Regions from separate parts of the Zea mays genome. Here region 1 is linked to region 2. A link is a contact called in public Hi-C data. All regions are on one chromosome and are shown on one strand. Each heading gives the region's core, a stretch centred on a gene start, on an enhancer-like site or on the middle of the called end of the contact. The rest is flanking DNA. Distances are from core to core; before and after follow the strand shown. Region 1 holds the start of LOC100216795. Region 2 holds the start of LOC100275553 (Putative UPF0481 protein).

Evidence for each region. A called contact is a pair of places that touch in the nucleus more often than the background predicts.
Region 1: a contact with region 2 is called in a Hi-C map of ear, with 7 times the contacts expected there. The contact joins the promoter of LOC100216795 here to the promoter of LOC100275553 in region 2. A contact is called at or near these places in 9 of 25 Hi-C or Micro-C datasets (bundle sheath, ear, endosperm and 3 more).

Annotation. Positions count from the first base shown.
Region 1 is chr5:117,980,784-117,986,230 of Zm-B73-REFERENCE-NAM-5.0, reverse strand. It overlaps LOC100216795, which reads right to left and starts at 3,815. Exons shown (of 5, transcript NM_001143194.1): 1 at 3,468-3,815; 2 at 1,607-1,862; 3 at 882-972; 4 at 445-511; 5 at 1-350. The coding sequence starts at 1,724. The coding sequence ends at 297.
Region 2 is chr5:117,773,222-117,778,147 of Zm-B73-REFERENCE-NAM-5.0, reverse strand. LOC100275553 (Putative UPF0481 protein) reads right to left here and starts at 2,484. Exons shown (of 1, transcript NM_001149608.2): 1 at 110-2,484. The coding sequence starts at 2,432. The coding sequence ends at 669.

The DNA of each region.
Region 1 (5,447 bases), core at 2,566-5,065, 210 kb before region 2:
TCAAGGCAGCTCCCAGTATCTAGTTCCCTGGCATCCCTGCAGACGTTCTGATTTCTTTTACGCGAGCTAACGTGAGAGAACTGTACTCAGTATAAAACAATGAACTCCTACACTGAACGCTGTAAACACAATTACTAGTAATAAAATAACAAAGAATATTTTACATTTGCATAAGAGGGATGTCATCCTGTCTCCGAGACAGTCCACATCCATGAGGTCACAAGCTTTCGCAGCCTAGAAGTTGCGTACATTTCAGCGATTCATGACTTGAAACAGCACACTTCCAATAACCAACTCTAATCGTATAGGCCTTCCTGCTCCCAGCTGATCACGAGGAAACCCACCATTTCCTGACAGCGGACAAGCCAGGAAAATCAATGCATTGTCTAAACAGGACGCACATGTCAAATGGAAGATGTCGTGTAGCTTTTCAAGATATCTTACACCAAGAGGGATCGGTTGTGGAAATGGTTTCGAGCTCCCGAGCAGGCTCTCGTATGTAGCATTACAACTGCAGTCGCCATGCAGATAGATATTAGTTTCAAAAGGCAATCAGAAGCTATCCTAAATTTCAAAGTATTATAAACAAGATTTCTAACTGCTGGAGAGCCACTGTCAAATTACCAACATGGTAGCAAGGATATTACTATATAAATAGCATATCATCGATAACCACAATATATCACAACTTCGTGATGTTTCGAATGACAATTTAAACAGTGGATAAAACCCACGACTGGTTCATTCCCATGCATGAAGCAAAGAAGGTATTTCACGTAACTAAAAACTACTACACCAAGGAAATATTTTGGTCACTGCAAAGACAGAAAAATTCAAGACCATAGACGTTCCATAAGAAAAATTGAACTCGGAGAACTAACCTTATTTTTGGTCCTTGACTTTGTTGACCCTGAGAATTATGTCTTCGTTTTCCAATCCACTGCTGTCTAGTCTGGTGCCATAGTAGAAGACCTATGTTTGTACAAATGAGGGACATAATGTCAGGGAATGAACCATTAGTGGTTTTATTGCTTTAGCATATAAAAATGAGGCAATGAACCACCAGTGGTTCTCCCTCGGCGCCTACCCTATAGGGTTGGAATTCGGGAGCCATAAGAACAAATAGTTTACATCTGGCCATGTGTGTGACCAATTTCAGGAGTTGGCCTATACGTGAGAGACTCTCTGTCATAATATATTATTTCCTGCTATGGAAAATTGGAAACCAAAAAGGATTTAGATTGCTTATTGCTAGATTATAGACAGGTAACACTAATTAGTTACCGATTATAGGAGCATAGATGAGTTCTAAGAACTGATACTGCATACAGTCATGCTAGGTAATAATTTGCATAAAATGTCCATCGCATTGCATCTTGTAAAATTGCCAGTTTGCTGAATTTTCTGGAGCACAAACACACCATACTGAAATGCAGTTTCAATAAGAATAAACAGAACTCCAACAAACAAATATTGGTTTAACGCTTTCTGAAAAGTGAAAACTCAAGGAAGCATGGAACAGATAACCAAACATTGTAAATTAGTGCACCATAAATCGACATGGGCACCACGTGTTCTGGACATGTATATATGGCAACTAATTTACCTTGATTTACAAATTCATTTGGGGAGCTGCTACTTCCAGAAGCATGCTGATCATTAGGTTGTGCAGCAGTGCTGATTGAGGACATACTGTGTCGGGATTGCAAGGCACTGTTCTCCATTTCGTGCGGGCTTGAACTCCAAAAGTCGTCAGATAAATTGTGTCTTTTTACTGAGCGCCCTTGAATTCTTAAACCTTTTGTGGGCTCATCAACAGCTATTATCGGAGTAGGCTGGGCACAACCAAAACAACCACTGCTCTGTTGCAAGCCAGAATTGGCCAAGAAATGATTAGTACTAACAGGTACTTGCGAGTAACAGCACAAATAAAATATGCTTACATTTAGATAATTCTAAACGGTGGAATACTAGAAGTTCAGAACCAGCTACTAGGCCCAGCTTTTACTCATCACTCTGAAATTATTAGGACATTCATCAAGTAAATAGTACAGACACAAACTCAGTCAAGGCTGCCTTCCAAAGCTCACCAACCCGGTGTTGGATCTCCTCGGCACACAAATGATCCACAAGGCACTTCATTTTCCTCATGGCTGATACCCAAGAAACTCACAATCGCTGGGAATTTGGATAATAGAAGGGAAGGGCCTTTTTAACCTGCCATGCCCTGACCTCACTAACTGCTTCACGAATCTGGCTGGCAAGTTCGTCGGGCTCATGAATCTCCCTTTCCTGGTACCATGCTGATCTTGATGCCCTGCTCCCACCTTGGTCGGGATTGCATGTTCTAGTCTTGAAATGGTAAATTGCCAAGCATGACCAGACTATTCATTTTCTGTTGCTTCATGTGCTCATTATGAAAGAACCTTCTGGAGGATTATGTTATTGTGGTGCTGGTGCTTAAAAGTTGAATTTGATACTTAGAGTGGATGACAAGCTCAGAGCAATATGAGTGATTCGTAATATACAAGGACATCCATGCTACTTTTGTTAGCTATCACATCATTTCTAGACTATAAGGGGGAGCATGGGATATCTATCAGAATGCCACCGGTAAAGTGGGAGCGTCGTGAACATGGAAGCTACCCAGACTAATATGGTGCCAAGGACATGTCCTACGCGCCAACCGTGAGGGAAGCAATGCAGTTAAGGAATGGATGGTTGATAGGGTCATTTCATTTCTCTAGTCACCAGTATGGACCCTGAGTGTGGTGAGTTTCTTGGGCACAAGCCATGTGGCCGCACAAAGAAGCAAGGAACTGTGTTTCGATCACTTGTGCTTCATATGTGTGGAGTGGGTCCAGCTCGGGGCTGCTGTGCTGTGTGGACGTAGCCTCGACCTGAGCATGTTTCCACAGATATGACCCTGGTAGCAAATAAATGATACACTAGAATATTGATCGAAGATAACAGGCATCAATACACGTGTTTTCTTTTGTACCACTCTGGTTACTTGTGGAGAACATTGATTGCAAGCCTCAGGGCAATTATAGATTGTAGGGCGATAACCAGCATTGAACACTGATCAGAGATAATGACCAGTGTAGAAGCAACCAGAATAACATAGCAAACCAACCATCTAATCATACATTTCATACAGCTAACAGTATTAGGGCCATTCTATTTTCCCTTTATATGAGTTGGGTTTTGTAGAGTTAGCAACTAACAGGTTTTTAAGACTAACAACCATTTTGGAACCTGCTAGGTGCTAGCTATCCGTTTAAACAGATATTAAGATTACTCACGGAACAGATTTCACCAAGGGATGGAGCGCAGAGCCAATCGCGTTGATACAGCTAAACCCCCATGGCCCCATCCACGGCCAATCACATCGGAGCAGCAGGAAGCAGACAAGCCCAGCAATCAACTGACCGCGCGTAGTAGAGGGCGGGACAGAGGTGGCGTACCCAACGCAGGCGACGAAGCGGCGCACCCAGGAGGAGAGCGACCCGCAGCTTAGCAGCATCCGGTTCCCGCGCGCCGGCGGCGAGGCTACGAAAGTCGAGCCCGCACCCGCGCCCCGCGGAACCCTAGCCTTTGGCGCACCGGCCGGCTGGTGATTCACCTGGCGTCACCGGAAAGGAAGAAAAAAGAAATCGCACGCTCTCGCTTCCTGTTGCTTGATGAAGATTTCTTCCGTTTTCCTCCTCCTCCCCTGTCTCTCGCCTCGATTAGATGAGGTGGCGTGTTGCGATAATGTCGGCCTCCTTCCTTATCTGCAGAAGCTCACTTCGCTTTCGGAGGGCGAGGGGGAGACGGGGAGGAATCATTGCGGCCGCACGGCTGGATGGAAAAAAAATGCAGCCGTGATGAATGTCGCCTCTTGTCGTGCATCACCTGACTGCCCACCAGGCGAGCGGCCGGGTTGAACCTGTACTGCCTCATCCTCACTCTCCAACAGAGGCCATACAAATCGAGCAGTCATTCAAGTCTTTGGCTAGCGTCTCTGGTTTGCCTCTGTCCAATTATATGGCACACGCTTTCAACAGCACAGGTAAAAAGACAGCGATAGTATAATCCAACAAATGAAGTAGATGGTAGAGTCATATTCTCAGACACAGAAAAAGAAAATGGCTGCCAGCCATAGTACAAGCTATCATGACTTTCCTCTCTCTTCCCATCATTTTTTGTCTCGCTCTTTTGGCTACCCTGTTGGAAGGTGTTTTGTACTGCTACAGTAGCTCGTGGGCAGCTATTTTAGCTTTGCCTGTCCATTTAGCTGCTCTGTTGGAGTCAGTCTCAGGGCCGTTCCTAACTTTTTAGAGGTCCAGTGCGAAATCCGAGATGGAGGCTCCATCCCTTATATATATATATATAATTGAATATTTGACATATAAAAATTATTATGCTGTTTTGAAGTTTATAAGACGACAAATGTAAAATATAACCAAAAGCACTTACTTGTTATCTGATATCATTAAAAATATCTTTTAACATTTTGTGATACAAAGTCATCGATTATATTATTGAGATCAATCTCATCCAACAATTTCTTTTCGACACGTAGAATCGCCAAGCCATTTAACCTCTCTTGAGTTATTGTTGACCTTAAATAGTTCACAAAAATATTTCAATTTTAAAATGCTTCTCTCCGCCGCTGCAACCATCATGTGTATAGTAAATAATACTATCTCTATATCAAAATAGAATTTGTTTTGCTTCTTTAGTGGATTCATCATCTAGTTGAATATAAACATAAAAATCAACAGATAAAACAAATACTATTTTAGAACGGAAGGAGTATTCGATAAGTAATTGAGACATTAGTTTAACAATCTAAACGAGACTGGTCGATAGCGCATCGCTCTTTACGTATTTGTGTCTAGGATAGATAGATTTAACAGGAAAAAGTGCTAGCGTCCAGTGGCTAGGGGCCCCTCTGTTTTTGGGGGCCCGGTGCGGCCGCACCCTCTGCACCCCCCTCCGGTACAGCCCTATCCTCACTTCCCCGCAAAAAATGCTTACATTAAAAACTAGTTTAGAATCACACCCGGATTTAAGGAGCAAACTCGGATGCGTCTTAAATGTATACTAGAATCAAATCTCACACATATGATGACTAATGTTACAGAAACAAATGTCACATCTTTACTATATAATAAAAGTTATGTACAAAGTAACTAAATAATTACATCATATTAAGACAATGATCCTCCGCAACCATAGTTGACTGGGAGATAATGACCTAGACCTATCACGAACTCATCGCGACATTCTTCATGCTCCTTATCTTGTGATACGTATCTTTGACCTAAAGGATGTGAGTACAACAAGGGTGAACTCACGTACGTTCATCGCTCAACAAGTTGTGGGGAATAATGTGCATGAGCATACTTACGGAGGAGCTCATGTAAAGTGTAAGACTTAGCAAAGAAGATGGTTAAAGC
Region 2 (4,926 bases), core at 1,235-3,734:
GTCTAAAAACTAAAGAAGATTGGAGAGACTAAAATCTACTTCTTATTCAAAATTGAATAAGCAGGAGATTTTAGCCCCTTCAATCCTTTGTGGCTTTAAAACTACCCTTAGTGATCATCAAATTCTGGATTAAACTGGTATATGCCAAATACAATATCGGTTGTGAAGGCTAAGGCCAGACTGGTTAAGACCGCACGAAGAAAAAAAGGAACAAGCTGTTTACACGAGTATAGTATATAACCACACACGCACGAGCATGAGTCAGGCCCGGTCGCGTAATGGCTGAACCACAAACAAAGCCACGTTTGACCACATGACGCTGAGCAAATCTGCATGTGCAATCAAATTTTATACGTAATCATCTCATAATCAAACTAGCAAATACCATTTTTTTTAAAAAAACTATAAACATACTTCATTATTTACTATATAAATATATTTTAGAATTTAAGTTCTAATTCATTTAATAATAAAAGATATAAAAAAGATAAAATTCTGTCAATAAAATTTTATCTTTTAGATCTTTTAATATAGAGTGAATTAGAACTTAAATTTTAAAATATATTATAATAGTAATTAATAAAGTATATCTATTTTTAATATTTTTATGAATTTTAATAGTTTAATTAAGTTATTGTTCGTATCCGTTGGAGTTCGGGTGGATTTTGCTACTGCGCTGGGTCGTCCGTCGTCCCCGGCAGCACCATGCCGCTGAACCAGTGGTTCTCACACGGATAGGCGGAGCAGAATGTCTGCAGCGCTGTCATGAGCAGCAGCCCGATGGAGGCGAGCAGCGTCAGCATCTTCCACGACCTGAACACGTACTTCCTGAACAGCTTCCTCACCCGCGCCGCCGCGCTCCTGCTCCGGTGCGCGTTCACCGCCGAGATGACGGCGTCCAGCCTGGGCACCTTGGTGAGCCGCGTCGCCCGGGCCATCCCGTTCCACATGCCCGCCGCCTCCTTGTTGCTCTTCATGTGGTTGACAAGCACGCCGCTCCGCCGTAGGATCTTCACGTCCTTGGACGTGTCAATGATGCCGTTCATCAGCTCCGTGTAGCGCGCCAGCACCAGCGGGCCGCGCACGGCCACGGCCTCGTAGGCCACCAGGTTGCGCAGGACCACCTCCGTGTTGGCGTCCAGTGTGATTACGGGGAGCCGCAGCGTGGCCGACGCCCGGTCGAAGGCGATCCCCTCGATGCCCTCCGGCGCCGGCGTGAACCGCACGCCGCACCGGGCCAGCTCCTCCACCGACGGGATGCGGATCTCGTCCGCACGCGGCGCCGTGATGGCCCCGTCCTCCGGCGCCTGCTCCGCGCCGCCGTTGAGCTGGGCCTCCACGTTCACGGACTGCATCAGCTTGCTGAGCACCGGCACCAGCGCGGCCAGCGCCGGCACCTTGTGCGCGATCTTCCCCACCAGGGCCATCGGGCGGGCGATGAGGTTCTTCTTAATGAACCGCAGCGGCGCCACGTTGAGCCTGGAGGCCTGCGACAGGGCCTGCTTCACCTTCTCGCAGTCCTCCTCCTCGAGCGGAGGCTTCATCGCCTGCTGCGCCTCGACATCGTCGTCCACCTCCTCGCCGTCGGCCGCCGCCGTAGCGGGTATTTCCTCCTCCACCATCACCCCCTGGTCACCACCACCACCGGTGGTACTGTCGTCCAAGAGAGTGGCGTCCGGGACGAGGAAGTGGTACAGGACCTCCAGCAGGTGCGCATGCTTGGCCAGGTCGCCGATGGCCACCTCGCCGCGCTTATCCTTGAAGGGGCACACGTCCATGATGAAGCGTAAGACGACGGCGTGCAGCGCCTTGGCGGCCTCGTGACGAGTGCTGTGGCGGAGCTCGAGCGTCCTGGCGAAGACGAAGAGCGGGATCTGGTTCTCCAGCATCATGGCGTCGCGTACGACGGCGTTGATCCAGTTGGCCGACGAGGACACCACGTCCGTGGCCTCACGGCGGTGGTAGTTCTCGATGAAGTCGAGCAAGAAGCAGGCGTCGATGGCCATCATCCATACCAGAGTCGTGTCGTTGAGGTCCAGGAACCTGTGGTATATGGCCCGTATCTTGAGCTCGAGGCCGCCGACGAGGAAGCGGTCCTTGATATGCTCGATGGTGTGGCCACCGGTGAGGAGCATCTCGAAGCGCTTGGCGCCGGCGAGCTTGAAGCGCTGCATGTCCATGAGCTCGGGGCGGGCCTGGTGGTACGGGCCCAGCGAGAAGACGTGCGGCGCGTACGCGTCCGGGTTCGTGTCGCGGAGGGAGCGCGGGACGCTGAACACCTTGGCCGCCGCGCCCAGCGCCTCCGCCGTCTCATGCCTCAGGCTCTTCTCCACCCAGCCCACCCAACGCTTCTCGTCCTCGCTCTGCTCCTCCACGTCCGCCGCCGCGAACGACCTCGCCCGTGGCTGCTGCGGCGGCGGCTCCGACAACATCGTGCTAAACACTTGCACACTAGTATATATTTTACTTGCTCTTGAACATGCATAGCTGCTTATGACAAGATATTGCTTATATAGACTTAGTTGTCAATGCGAGGGCTAGATTTTTTTTTTCTTCTCGAGATAAATAGAGAGGCCATGCATATGTACACATATATCTATCTAAATCTATACCTAATATTAATATTATATTAATAATAAAGAGCCAAAAAATTTGGGTACCTTTTTCACATCTGGCCCATCCTTTTCAGCCCAACAGCCTAACCAGCTACTCGGCTGTGAGTTCGCTTCACACCCAAGTCCAAGTCTGCGTTCGGCTTCGCTGGCCCATCCGTGATGCCTCCTGCTTGTGATGCCTCACGTGCTGTTTTGGGCAAGTTGAGTATCATTTGGTGGGCCACACCAAGAAACTTTGGCCCATCTAATCCAGCGTTCCTCCTTCTTTGTTCTTTTTTTTCCTTCAGATATTATCAGTTTACAACGGTGTTATTTTGTCATTGATACATATATTAATATCTATACTATACTTAAAGCACCAGTTTCAACGGTCGTCATACGTCATCTTTTTACAAATAACCCCTTACAACTATTTCAAATTAACTCGCTGAACGCCTATAAATGGCCAAACGACAGGCCGACACGAGTCAGACGCCCGTGGGCCACAACTCTGGCCCAGACACGTCATGACGGTCAGCTGACTGTGCTAGACCAGCTCGTTAGCTCGTCGGCTCATTTGATTAAATCAGCGTAAAATGTTAAAAAACGGTGCCGGAGGTGGGGTTCGAACCCATACCTTGATGGAAGAAGGGCGGGGACAGGAGATGCAGGGTGAAGCTGTCTAACCAGTAAAACATTATGCTTAGATGTTTTTAATATTGAATATAAATTATATGTATGTATATACGTTTTTTTTTAAAATAAAAAAATATAATCGTGTCGGGCTAGACCAGCACTACGAGCTGAGGCTATAGCCCAAGCACGGCACGACGTTCTTGGCTCTTGCAAGCATTAAGTCGTTTCTCAGACCACATTGGCGCAATAGACTATGGTGTTTTAGGATGTTGAATTGGATGTAACAACAATGATTTGTCACACTAATAGTAAAATGAAAGGTTATTTGTTGGTTTTAAACGTTAGTAATTGTTACGAAGTAGTATATTTATATGGAGCACATCCAGTTTTTATTGATGTCTGACTTTAGCAGTCACTCCATATTTTGATCTATCTTTTTATAAGTTTGAGTTTATGTGACTTATTTTAAAAACTTGAGCTCACAAACTTTCTCTTATTTGGTCTCTATATGGTGGAATTATGTCATTTTATAGTCTTTCTTCGTTCAGTCAGTCGTTGTGAACTCTCTTCTAATCGCTCACTTCATTGGCTGTGTTGTACCAAGACATATTGGATGGAGTAAATAATAACATCAGTTAGCCAAATCAAAAAATATTATACAGAGAGCGGAGACAATCAATAAAAAATATTGATTTTTTTGTGTGGATAGTTTACATGGGTATTGTTGTAAGCCGTCGCAACGCACGGGTAACCGACTAGTTAATTCTAAAACGCGTGTTTCCTCGATTTTTTTCTTTTTTAACCATATTTTCGACCAAAATGTACATTTATACACCTGGATGACTTATTTCATGATTTGGACCTTTAGCTCAGTGCCATAGCCTATGGCGCCGAGCTAACACATGTCATAGCCTATGGCGTCGAGCTCTGACGTGGCGGTGGCGGTGGCGGTGGCGGCTCGCGGTGGCTAGGGCCGACGTGGCGTCGACGCGGCCTCCTAGCTCGGCGCCACAGATCTTGGCGCCGAGCTAGGGAGTCCTATAAATCAGCCGTTCTGTTGGCCGAGAGGTGCGCCCTCCTCATTTCTCAACTTTCCCTCCATTCAAATCTTCAAAAACGACCAGATTCGAGTTGGAATACTTTGTATACCAAGGTATGGTGTCTCACTGATTCGTTTTGTATATTGGGTTGTAATTTTAGATTATTAGTTTTGATTATTGCTCCTAGGATATATAGTTCATATGATGACTACAATTTATTTGATAGTTTGTGAAATCCGATTATACAATTTATTAGATACTTGTGTTAATATATAATCGTTTCTTAGATGAAATACATGTATCGGGAGGCGTTGTGGCAGAAGAGAGGTCGTCCTCGGGAGTTATATCCGGATGTATCTAGTAAGGATGCTCTTGTTCATCCTGATCTTTTAGTGCCTAACTGTGACTATGGCAGACCGGCTTGAGTATGTCAATCCAAACATCTAGATACGGATGCTCGCTGCTTCTACCTTTGTGGCGGTTTTAACGTACATAGCTTATGACTTGTGAGTTAATATTGTTTACTAGATGTGTACTAATGTTTTGTTCCATTTTTGTAGGAGCACCTGAGGTGTTTCTTTTTCCAGTAGAGTGACGATCCTCATAAATTTGACCCTCGATTGGTTGTGTGGAAGGACTAGTCATGAGCGTTTTAA